Regions from separate parts of the Oryctolagus cuniculus genome. Here region 2 is linked to region 1. A link is a contact called in public Hi-C data. All regions are on one chromosome and are shown on one strand. Each heading gives the region's core, a stretch centred on a gene start, on an enhancer-like site or on the middle of the called end of the contact. The rest is flanking DNA. Distances are from core to core; before and after follow the strand shown.

Region 1 (5,147 bases), core at 1,674-4,173:
GAAATAAATTTTAAAGAAGCTTTGAAGGTGAGTGCCAGTTGGGGAAAAAATATGATGCTGCATTAATTGGATGTTATTTCATGTAATGTAATTTTTACTCAACTGCATTTTCTCATGAGCACCAGTGGAACTGATCTGGAAAAGCCTGCGAGAAGGACTACTCTGCTTTGAACATCTCGACCTACCACTGCTCCACTCTGGGTGGCTGAGTCTCAGGTCGCGGCAGGTGCGAGCTGGGTTCTTCCGGGAGCCTTCAGGAGTGAGGAGGGTCTCAATCTGGTTGTTCAGAGACTTCAGAGTGGCATCGACTTCATAGTCCTTGGGTCTGAGAGAAGGTGGTGAGCGAGGCTGGTCAGCCCTGTAGAAGTCTCCATCGTAACCGAAGTCGTAACCACCGCCGCTTGCGCCAGGAGGGCCAGGAGGGCCGGGGGGACCGGGAGGGCCCTGCAATGGTGAGAGTGAGAGAAGGGAGGCTTTGTATTTGCTCACAGCGAGAGACCTCAACGGTAGCAGGTTTCCAGTTGAACTTCATACAAAGCATGTTCTAGTAAGCAAGAATGGATCAAGTTCATATGAATAAGTGACTTGCCCTCAGAACAACTGCAAGGATGAGCTGCACACAGCTGTCATACAGTTTAGAAAATATACTTTAGCGTGGCTACTTGGGTGTAGCATCACAGTCATCTTGGTGTGACCTTAGGTCAGTGAAGCTCTTCATAATTTCCCCAAGTGATACTTACAGCAGGACCTTGGCTACCCTGAGAACCTCGAAGGCCAGCAGGTCCAACTGTGCCGGGATGTCCAGAGCGGCCGTCTTTGCCAGCAGGGCCGGTAGGACCAGCAGGGCCCTAAGGAGGAAAGACACCAAGAACATCTATTGAGCCATCAAAACCCCACAGGAAACCCCCACCAGGAGCCTGGGGCTCAATGCGTGGGTAGCCCTCATTTCAGAGAGGAGCCATCTCTTGCTTTCACCTACCCTGGGGCCAGCGGGACCCACAGCGCCGGGAGCACCTTGATCACCATGTTGACCCTTTAAGGAGAGAACAGGAAATTACACTTTCAGAACACGTGTCAACAGATTTTTTTTTTTTCAAATTGAGTGGAAAACTTTAGTTCCAATGGTCTCCAAATTGATAAAATTGAAAATGTAAAGTGGAGCTCTTTTCTCCCATTATGTCTATTATATTCGATGATTTTTTTTCACAAGCCATTTCAGCAGTGCAGTATTAGTCATTCCCCTAATTATGTTTATTTTCAGTGGGGTTGAAGGACAGTGCTGCCAGGGGATTTTAATGTAAGTGTAGTTCTATCTCCCTTAACCCTCACCTTTCCACGCTGGAATGATAAAGCCTCATCTCCGCGAGAGAGGGAGTTAGCCAGAGAACGGGATATGGCTGTGATGCGGGACGTGTTAGAACAATAACAGTGCACACATGAAGATGCTCAGGGCTGGGGGCCGTTATGGGTAGCACGCAGGTATGCTGGCCACGTTCTACTTACAGCGAGACCGGGAAGACCTTGCAATCCGTTGTGTCCCTTTATGCCAGGAAGACCTCTGGGCCCCTTGTCACCAGGCTCTCCCTTGTCACCCCGGATGCCTTGTGGACCCTGTGAAGAAATTTAAGAGTGGCATTCGTTTCTCCACAAATGCTGCTTAATCCACTCAGAAAGGCAACTGAAGACATGCAAAGGTCTAGACAGGCTCCCATCTCTTCTAGTGCTCTGCATTAGTTGGGCAGATCCTGATGATTGTTAGATCCAGGTTAGTTAGATCCTGATGACTATTTACAATAAGTGAACAGACAAGGCTTAAAATAGATCAAGTTATTTGTATCAGTTCTCAACAAGGAATACAAGTTTTTGAAAACATGAAGCCTGGGCTATGTTTTAGTTATTTTCTTGAATGGATCCTCCCAACATGTTAGTTTGTAAAGAAGCCTTCACCATGTACGTACACTAGGGCCTCTTGGACCAGCAGCACCGACGGGACCAATAGAACCAGCAGGGCCCTGTGAAGTGGGAGAAAAAAAAAAAAAAACAAACAGAACTCGTCAGCCAAGACCAAGCCCCCCCTTCTGACACCTCCACTGTCGCCAGGTGTGGGAAAGTCAGGGTGAAGCGGGTGAAGCCCAGGAGGAAGGCAGCATTAAAGAGCTGACTTTAAAAACTTACAGGTTCACCACGGTTTCCATGTTTGCCAGTGGGGCCCACGGAGCCTTGAGGACCAGGTGCTCCTGCAGCACCAACAGGACCAGCATTGCCAGGGTAACCACGTTCTCCCTACCACAGGCAAAATGAAATTTAGCATCACTTTGGCCTCTACTTAGTGACTTTTAAATCACAGGAAGGCGAGGAAATGCACTGACCTTGTGTCCAGGCTGACCATCGCGACCTGGAGGACCATCGCTCCCAGGGTTGCCCTGTGACGACACCACGCAGATTAAAGCCCTTGGTGAGATACTGCTGCCCCTTTGCCCTTGGGTTTTGGCTACTCTGTCTTCTTCACTCCCAGTGCTCGATTGTGAGCCCCTTTCCAGACGGTTAAAAAGCAGGGACGAAAACCTATTAGCTTACATTTTATTTTAAAGGTGTTTTTAATATCTGGGTCCAACACCAAACTAGTTAAAGGTTCATTCTTCTACTGAAATCATCTTTCAATGCCAGAAGTGGTCATGACATGTACTTGTGGGGAAACAGACACTCTTGGAACAAGAGAATCTCAGCCCAACACCCGAAATTACATACAATAAACCCTGCTCAATTTTACGATGTAAACAAAATGCTGGACTCACATCACGACCGGCTTCACCAGGAGCACCGTTGACTCCAGGACTGCCCACAGCACCAGGGGGACCACGGGCCCCAGGAGGGCCTGCGATGCCAAGAGGACCAGGTTCACCCTAACAAAGCAGAGGAAATAAAAAGATTACTCTAGTTGGACAGAATGCCAACCTCACCCTCCAAAAACAACCTGAGGCGGGAGATTGCAGTGTGAGGAGAAGAGGTGAAGTGAATACGAATGGTTCAGAAAATGGTAAGCAGTGTCATTCGTGTCACCCTACACAGAGGGTCGGCTAGGTATTGTTAATGCAGTGTTGCTCTGCTCAAGGCAAGCATGGTTTTCATCCAACATTCCACATGAAACGAATTCATGAGGTTGATAGAGTTTATGGAAATGAGATGGGTCCTGGCTGCTGTCACGTACAAGGTTTAATGGAATGATTCAGAACTTTCCAGTTTCATTCTTCCTCCAGGAGAAATGATGCCAGCATTTCATATTGCAGAGCAGTCAATGCAATTAGAGCTTATATCGTTCTTAAGCGTGTAGAAAGAACAAAATCATTCTGCATAGTGTTAAGCTGCGTCTTTAGAGTGTGTGTCTAAGGAAGGTGCTATTAAAGCATCTGAGATAAGTGACATGCGATCTGTATAAAGAAAATGCCAGGAGTAAGAAATCTTAAGTGGAGTCATTCAGTGATCAATCTGTCACATTTGAAGTGGCAGCTTTTAAAACCTTTTATTATGCTAATGAGAATCAGAATGGCGTCAAACACTCACCAAAGCACCAGCAACACCTGGGAGACCACGTTCACCTCTGGAGCCGGGAAGGCCCAGAATGCCAGGAGCACCAAGAAGACCCTGAGGACCTGGGGTGCCAGGAGGTCCCTAAACAAGAGGAAAAACACGGTATAATCCAGGTAGGACCCCCAGGTGAGAGCCCAGCTGGGCTTGCGCACTGGGGGAACTAGCTGTCCTCGGTGTAGAGTCGGCTAGTGAGCTCTTGGGTATCTTTTCCGTCGCGATGGGAATGAGCTCACATTCGAGCATGTGGATATCTGTATGTATTTGTACCTTCCTCCTCCTCAAGACCCACGGTGTAACATTTTAAATATGTGGCTGAGATCAGTGAAGCCACGCGGGGATGGTGGAATAGAGTTTTTACTGAGTTTATGTAAGGAAGCAAATTTTGCCCTTTGCCTCTAAAGTCTAGTAGAGGAAGCTTTCAGAGTAGCCGTAATACCAGAAAATGCCTACTTAATGAATGGGTACCTTACTAGGATCGATGAATTCACAGTAGGCAAAGGCATTCTGCTCTAATCCTGGTACCAGTCAGGCGGCCCCTCCCTCGGCAGCACACTTAGAAGGCCGTGAGGATGAAACCTTGAGTTCCTCATTTACTGCCGTCCCTATCACAGGCTAACTGAGCACCTGCTGCAGCCACGGCACCTCAGTGTGCACAAATCTGGCTCAGCCGAGCTACACTTGAGAGTCTGCAAATGCCACCTGGAGATTTGTGTAGGGGGTTTATTTTAACTTAATAAAAATATTCAATAATATAAATAAATAAATATCACTTGGAGACTTGCGTAGGGGTGTTGTTTTAATAAAATAATTTTTTTAAAAAAAGAGTTTGAAATCACTTACAGCAGTACCAGCCTCTCCAGAGGGACCTTTCTCTCCAGGAAAGCCAGGGGGGCCAGATGCACCTGTTTCTCCAGTTCGGCCAACTGGACCTTGGTCACCACGAGGACCACGAAGCCCTTCTTTACCGGCAGCACCAGGGGGACCAGGAGGACCAGTAATACCCTGTGAGCAAATGTACAAGGTCACTTACATTCTGTAAATCAGGGGTTCTAGATATTAAGATGCCAACAGTGTGATTCAACAAAACAACAGCCCAGCCATTTTGGGGAAAGGATTAGACTGTTAAATATTCTTTCTTGTAGAAAGTAGAAACTCCAATCTTACTTCCCCGACACTGTCAGCAAAGAAAAAATAATCGAGGCAGACTCTACAAAAAATTTCTGTAAGGAAAAGCAATGCCCTGCCACGGGTACCCTAGAATGTTGGAATGAGAACGTGAAGAGTTATGACTTAGTTGTAAATGAATGGGACTTTGGGTTTTGGAGCATCCTGCCCCTTTCTTTTCAAAGAAAGCCAATACTGGCATTTTATTCATAACTGAGGAATCACATATGCTTTCAACTCGGTTTAATTAAATGCCTACAGGGAATGACGATTTTTGCGTTATGAACCTGAGAAAGGATTCCAAGAAATCAACATCTTTGCTATTCCCCCCAACCCAAACCTTAAGCAGAAGACTTAATCCTTGGTAATTAATTAAATTCTCTGGAGTCCTGACA
Region 2 (5,147 bases), core at 798-3,297, 140 kb after region 1:
TAGAAGGTGCTATTCATAATATTCTTTTAAAATTTATTTATTTATTTGAAAATGGGGGAGGGAGGGAGAGAGGCAGGAGAAGAGAGAGGGTAGGGGGGAGAGATAGAGAGAGAGATAGAGGGAGAGAGAGAGAGAGAGAGAATCTTTCATCTTCTGTTTGATTAACTCCCCAAGTGTCCCCAATAACTAGGACTGGGCCAGGCTGAAGCAAAGAGCTAAAAACTCAGTCTGGGTCTCCCATATAAGTAGCAGAAGCCAAATACTCCTGCCTCTCAGGGTGTGCATTAGCAGGAAGCTAGAATCAGAAGCAGATCCAGGACGTGAACCAGGCACTCTAACAGGGGATATGGGCGTCCTAAGTGGCAACTTTACCATTGCACCAAATGCCTGCCCCTAGCAATATTCCTGACATTCCAGGCATTACATCCAAGTTTTTATTTTTTAATTTTACTTAAATTTGATGCCCCATTAGATTACTGTAGGTAGAATTTAGACTAGTATTGATTAAAAAGAGAAACATTTGAATTAAGAACTGGAATGCTGTTTAACAGTGCCAGTGGAAATTACAATTAATAAATGCAAAATACAGGGATGAAAGGTAGTCATATAGTGAACATTGTTGTCTACTGTTTATGACACTTTTTGAATCCTTATGTGAATTCAGTCAACTATTGATTCCAACTGCTTCTTGAGAAAATCTTATTTTTTTCTCCATTTTGGGATATGGTGGCAGGCTAAGTAAGGTTAAGAAGCTTGCCCCAAACCCAGAGCCAGCTAGTGGGAGGTGTCAGTGCACAGCCCAGCAGTTTGGCTTGGACGCCTCCATTCTGGATCACTGGGATGTCTTTTTGACATGTGTTGGTGCCCCAATGATGAAAGCTCAGCAGAGAGAAGAACTAGAAGTTGCAATTCTCTCCTAGCCAAGAAGGAGTGTCTAAGAGAACTGAAGACCTTGCTTTACAGATGAAGAAGATGTGGCCAAGACTGCTCAGAGGGTCTGCTGCAAGTTCCTTATTGCTTGCTAGTTATTAGCAGAGGTGAGAAAGGGAACGAAGTAGGTCCTGATGAGAGTCAATGATTGAACTGATACTTATTGTCTCGGGCACATTTTCTATACACAAAAGATACAGAGCAAAGATATCAGGACTACTCCATTTCATAGTTTTGTTTTGAAAATGTATTTATTTATTTCCTGAAAGAGAGACAGACACAGATAGATCTTCCATTCACTAGTTCACTCCCCAAATGCTCACTACATCCAGGGATGAGCCAGGTAGAAGCCAAGAACCAGGAATTCAATCTGAGTCTCCCACATGGGAAGCAGGGACACAACTTCTTGAGTTACCACCTACCTGCTGCCTCCCAGGTGGGCATTAGTAGGAAGCTAGGATTGGAAGCAGAGCCAGGGCTGTAACCTAGGCATTGCCATGTGGGATGTGGGCATCCCAAGCAGTGTCTTGACTGCTGTTCTGAACATTTGTCCCCCTACCCCGTTTTACAGGTGAACTTCCTGACTCCATACTCTTGAATAACATGTGCAATTCACGAGTACTGGAGCCCAGCATGGCTCCAAACCTGACTCCCTTCACGGTGGGTAGAGTGAGTATGAGCGTGGGCAGGAAGGGCGTGCAGACTCCTGATTAGTGAGCAACTCTGCAGCAAGGCAGGTTGGAGCAAAGCAGCCAGTCAGATCACCAGATTGTCTGGAACCAGAGACCCATTTTTCTGGAAGAACCCAGACAGTCCACAAGAACCTCACCTTTTCCTTTATGCTGATTTTTTTTAGACATTCACTCAGTAATAAGCATCGGGTTCAAAGTCCCTTGGTCGCAGGTTGAGGAGTCAATGGTGCTAAGGGGCCTCTAACCCCCTGATACCTGCAGAGGCTGTGGCTAAACACCAGAGCTGGGGACAAGCACGCCACCCCCAGAATTAAAAAGAAAAGTGAATCATTTAGGTGTGTGAAGACTTACTTTATTCTGAAAGACTAGATCAGCTGCACCTCCTCCATACAGTACCTAAAGGGAGTTTGCACAAGGTGGCCCATCTAAGGTGGGATAATTGAAGAAGGGCCTCATCTCCAGAGGAAATTTATAAAAGCTGCCCCTCTGAAGTCTTCCCCAAGAAATTAGACAAAGAAGCACATCAGCTTGGAGCAGCCTTGTGTTGGGGTGCCTGAGTGGTGGGCTGCAGCCCTGTTTCCCAGAGTCCTGGTTCCTTAAACTTTGAAGAGCCATATGAAGTCTGAAATACTCCTGCTTTCTAACTCTGTAAGAGGGATGGTGGTGGTGGGATTTTAGAGGGTGGGGTGGTTTTTGCCCTGTGAGAATTACTGTGGAGCCTGTGGAGGCAGCCAAGGGATATCCTACTGCTCTGGCTTTTCTGAGCCCACAGCTCACCCACCTTACTTTCAGAGCTAACGTGGCAGAGGCGGGCCGGGAGGTGGTTACTGGCTCTGGGCCCTGAAACACTGAGTAATTCCTAGGATGGCTGAGACTAAAGGCACCATTCCAGACACTTCCACGTTGTCTAAAAGTATAAAAAAAAAAAAGAAAGAAAAGAAAAAAAAAAAACTCCTCCTTTCTCTAGCTGTAACTGTTGGAGGCAGAGCCCTTGGCTTTGAAACAAGACCCATTCCTTTATGGAAAGACGTTGCTGGAAAGTTCCACCACAGATGAAAGCCAGAGTTCTTTTTTTTTTTTCCCCGGGGAGGGAAGGACCAATGCAGGGCTGAGGGGTGCAGGGCATGGCTGAAGGGGGCTGCACTGCCTTCCCTGACATTTTTGCATCTGTGTGATCGCTCTTGGCTGATAAGGCAAGGCTCTGACCTTGCCCTCAGATCTTCCACAGTGAAACTGTTGGCCATTTACATGGTGCCCTTCCTGCCGTGGACTTACCTAGGAGCCAAAAAGCGTGGACGTCATGATTTCAGAAGCAACAATTCAAGATGTATTGCACATCAGATCCTATCGACAGCAGCCCCTCATGGCCCACACAAATAGTTCATTGCAGCTGTGTCCTGGCTGAGTGTTTGTTTATTGGACAAGAGAAAGGTAGAGTCAAGAAGCAGGAGAATCACGTCAGGACGATATTGGAGTCAAGTAGATTGACTGCCTGGAGTGACATCCCTGGCTGGAGCTGCTGGGTCAGAGACCTTGGAACATCTGAGGCATGGACGTGGAGCCCCTGTATCGATTTTAAATTCAATTCCAGGTTTTAGTGCAATTAAAAGTTACTGCAAGGTTTTGAAAAGAGAAATGGCATGATCAAATTATTAGAGCAGTATGATTTTTATTTTAATTAGGATAGACTCCAGGGACCAGGGAGATGAGAGGATTGGCAAGCGAGGTAATTCACCAATGAAATAAGCTCAGGAGCCAGGAAGGGCCTTCTGAAATCGACAAATTAAAGCTGCAGTGTTGTCTGACATTATAGACAAGCGCTTGTTTTTTCTTCTTCATTAATTTTATCTGATTCAGTTACCTTGTTATTTCTGACAGACTTGGATCACCAGCTTGATTAATGACTTCTTTTCTGTTTATAAACACCAAAATGATAGCATTTCATAAATATATGTCTTCGTATAAGGTCATGGTTTAGGCAAAGTGGAGAAGCTGAATTATTTCTCTATCCTACTTCGAAAAGAAAGAATTCTTTTTTTTTTTTTTTTTTTTTTTTTTTTACTTTCTCATCATCAGCCCTAGTCCTTTCAGGGGATTTTAGCTTGAAATCTGAATGTGCTTACCAGCTGGGAAAAATTTGACATTTACTTGATTTTGTCCCTTGGAAGTAAAAAGAATTGGCAGCCTTATTAAACAACAAGTCTGCTTATTTATTTCTTCAACCCCTCCCCAGGTTGCAGGCTCTTTTCTAAGCTCTGATAGACCTCGAATCAGTTTTCTAAAGGTAATTTCCCAAAGTGCTGCCTCCAGCCCTAGAAAATGCCACGTAGGTGCCTGGGCTTATAAAGGCTGAGAAAGCCATTTTGGGTGCATTTGCAGCTTTTTCTGTGGTTCTGGGTGGTAACGCCCGATTGCCAACGCTATTCTTTACTTCTTCTGGGAAGAGCCATAATTGTCCTTGGCTGGGTTGACACAAAGGCCTCCGAAAACTACGAAGCTTGATCCCTCTAGTGTTCTTCTGTGAAGACTACAGTGCAGTAAGCTGGATGGAAAATAGCCACCAAGCACCCAGACAACAGTTCCTGAAGCCAATCTGCTTCAAAATGACATTAATAAAATGAGTTACAATGACAATCCCATGTGCTGTATGTAGAGTCTTTACAAAAGAAAATGCCGGCGCCTTCCTGCAATTCACGTATGTATTGCGGGTCTGCAATTGCTTAACACTGCTGGGGGATACATGGCATTGAGAATTATCTGGACAAATAATAAACAATTTGAATAACATTGGCCAGAGTTATCAGCAGTGCGGAGGCGATGTAAACATGCCTCGCTTCCAGCAATGGTTAGGATTGTCTGACTCTATTCATAGGCTTTTTTCCTGGTCATAAAAGGAGAAGAGATTTCATATATTTTTACATTCCTTTTCTGATGCTCCCTGATGTTCAATAAAAAGAGTATGCTATCTCCTCATGTTTTTCTTTGACATTTTCGTCTACATTCAGGCATTTATTAAACTGCTATTCTATTTCAGGCACTGAAGATACAGAAATGATAAGATAGAGTCACTTCCCTCAATAAACCGCATAATCACACTGGGAACCAGACTCAGTACCACAATAGAGGTATAGGCAACGCTCTCTGGACATCAGGGAAATTATGTCAATTATTGATGTTCGTTAGTAAGGAGAAGAGATTTACACTGAGCTTTGGGATTTACACTGATGCTCAGGGACTGGAGTCCCCTTAGTGGTGACAGTTCACAGATTGGCATGGTTGACTGATCTCCAGTTCTCGGATCATTTGGCCAGCACCACCTCCCACGGAAAGCTGTGACTTAGTAGCGGGTGATCCTTGTTGCTCTGCAGCCTTGGATTCTCCCACAAAGTCCCTCTGGGTTAGACCAGTGTCCCTTCTGGTGGCTTCTACTCTTAATGTTAACTAAAAAAATAGCTACCCTGTGGAAATGCCAGTTCAACTTAAATGAACGTGAAATAAGATCCAGAAGCCTCATTCGGGTGTTTG

The links. A called contact is a pair of places that touch in the nucleus more often than the background predicts.
Region 2: a Hi-C map of skin fibroblasts shows a contact between it and region 1, with 4 times the contacts expected there. The contact joins two enhancer-like sites. A contact is called at or near these places in 4 of 6 Hi-C or Micro-C datasets (ear pinna, psoas muscle, skin fibroblasts and 1 more).

What each region holds. Positions count from the first base shown.
Region 1 is chr16:41,510,763-41,515,909 of mOryCun1.1, forward strand. It overlaps COL1A2 (collagen type I alpha 2 chain), which reads right to left. Exons shown (of 52, transcript NM_001195668.1): 40 at 4,429-4,590; 41 at 3,562-3,669; 42 at 2,796-2,903; 43 at 2,370-2,423; 44 at 2,176-2,283; 45 at 1,959-2,012; 46 at 1,504-1,611; 47 at 980-1,033; 48 at 741-848; 49 at 186-444. LOC138845898 (a long non-coding RNA gene) reads left to right here. Exons shown (of 2, transcript XR_011383207.1): 2 at 1-279. Among named protein-coding and RNA genes, the nearest start is that of COL1A2, 30 kb to the right of the region's middle. Within about 2 kb of position 2,924, at least 2 of the 8 cell types and tissues checked have an H3K27ac peak or open chromatin away from gene starts, as enhancers often do. A contact at or near this core is called in ear pinna, where this site is marked.
Region 2 is chr16:41,650,469-41,655,615 of mOryCun1.1, forward strand. No RefSeq gene overlaps it. Among named protein-coding and RNA genes, the nearest start is that of COL1A2, 110 kb to the left of the region's middle. Within about 2 kb of position 2,048, at least 2 of the 8 cell types and tissues checked have an H3K27ac peak or open chromatin away from gene starts, as enhancers often do. A contact at or near this core is called in ear pinna, where this site is marked.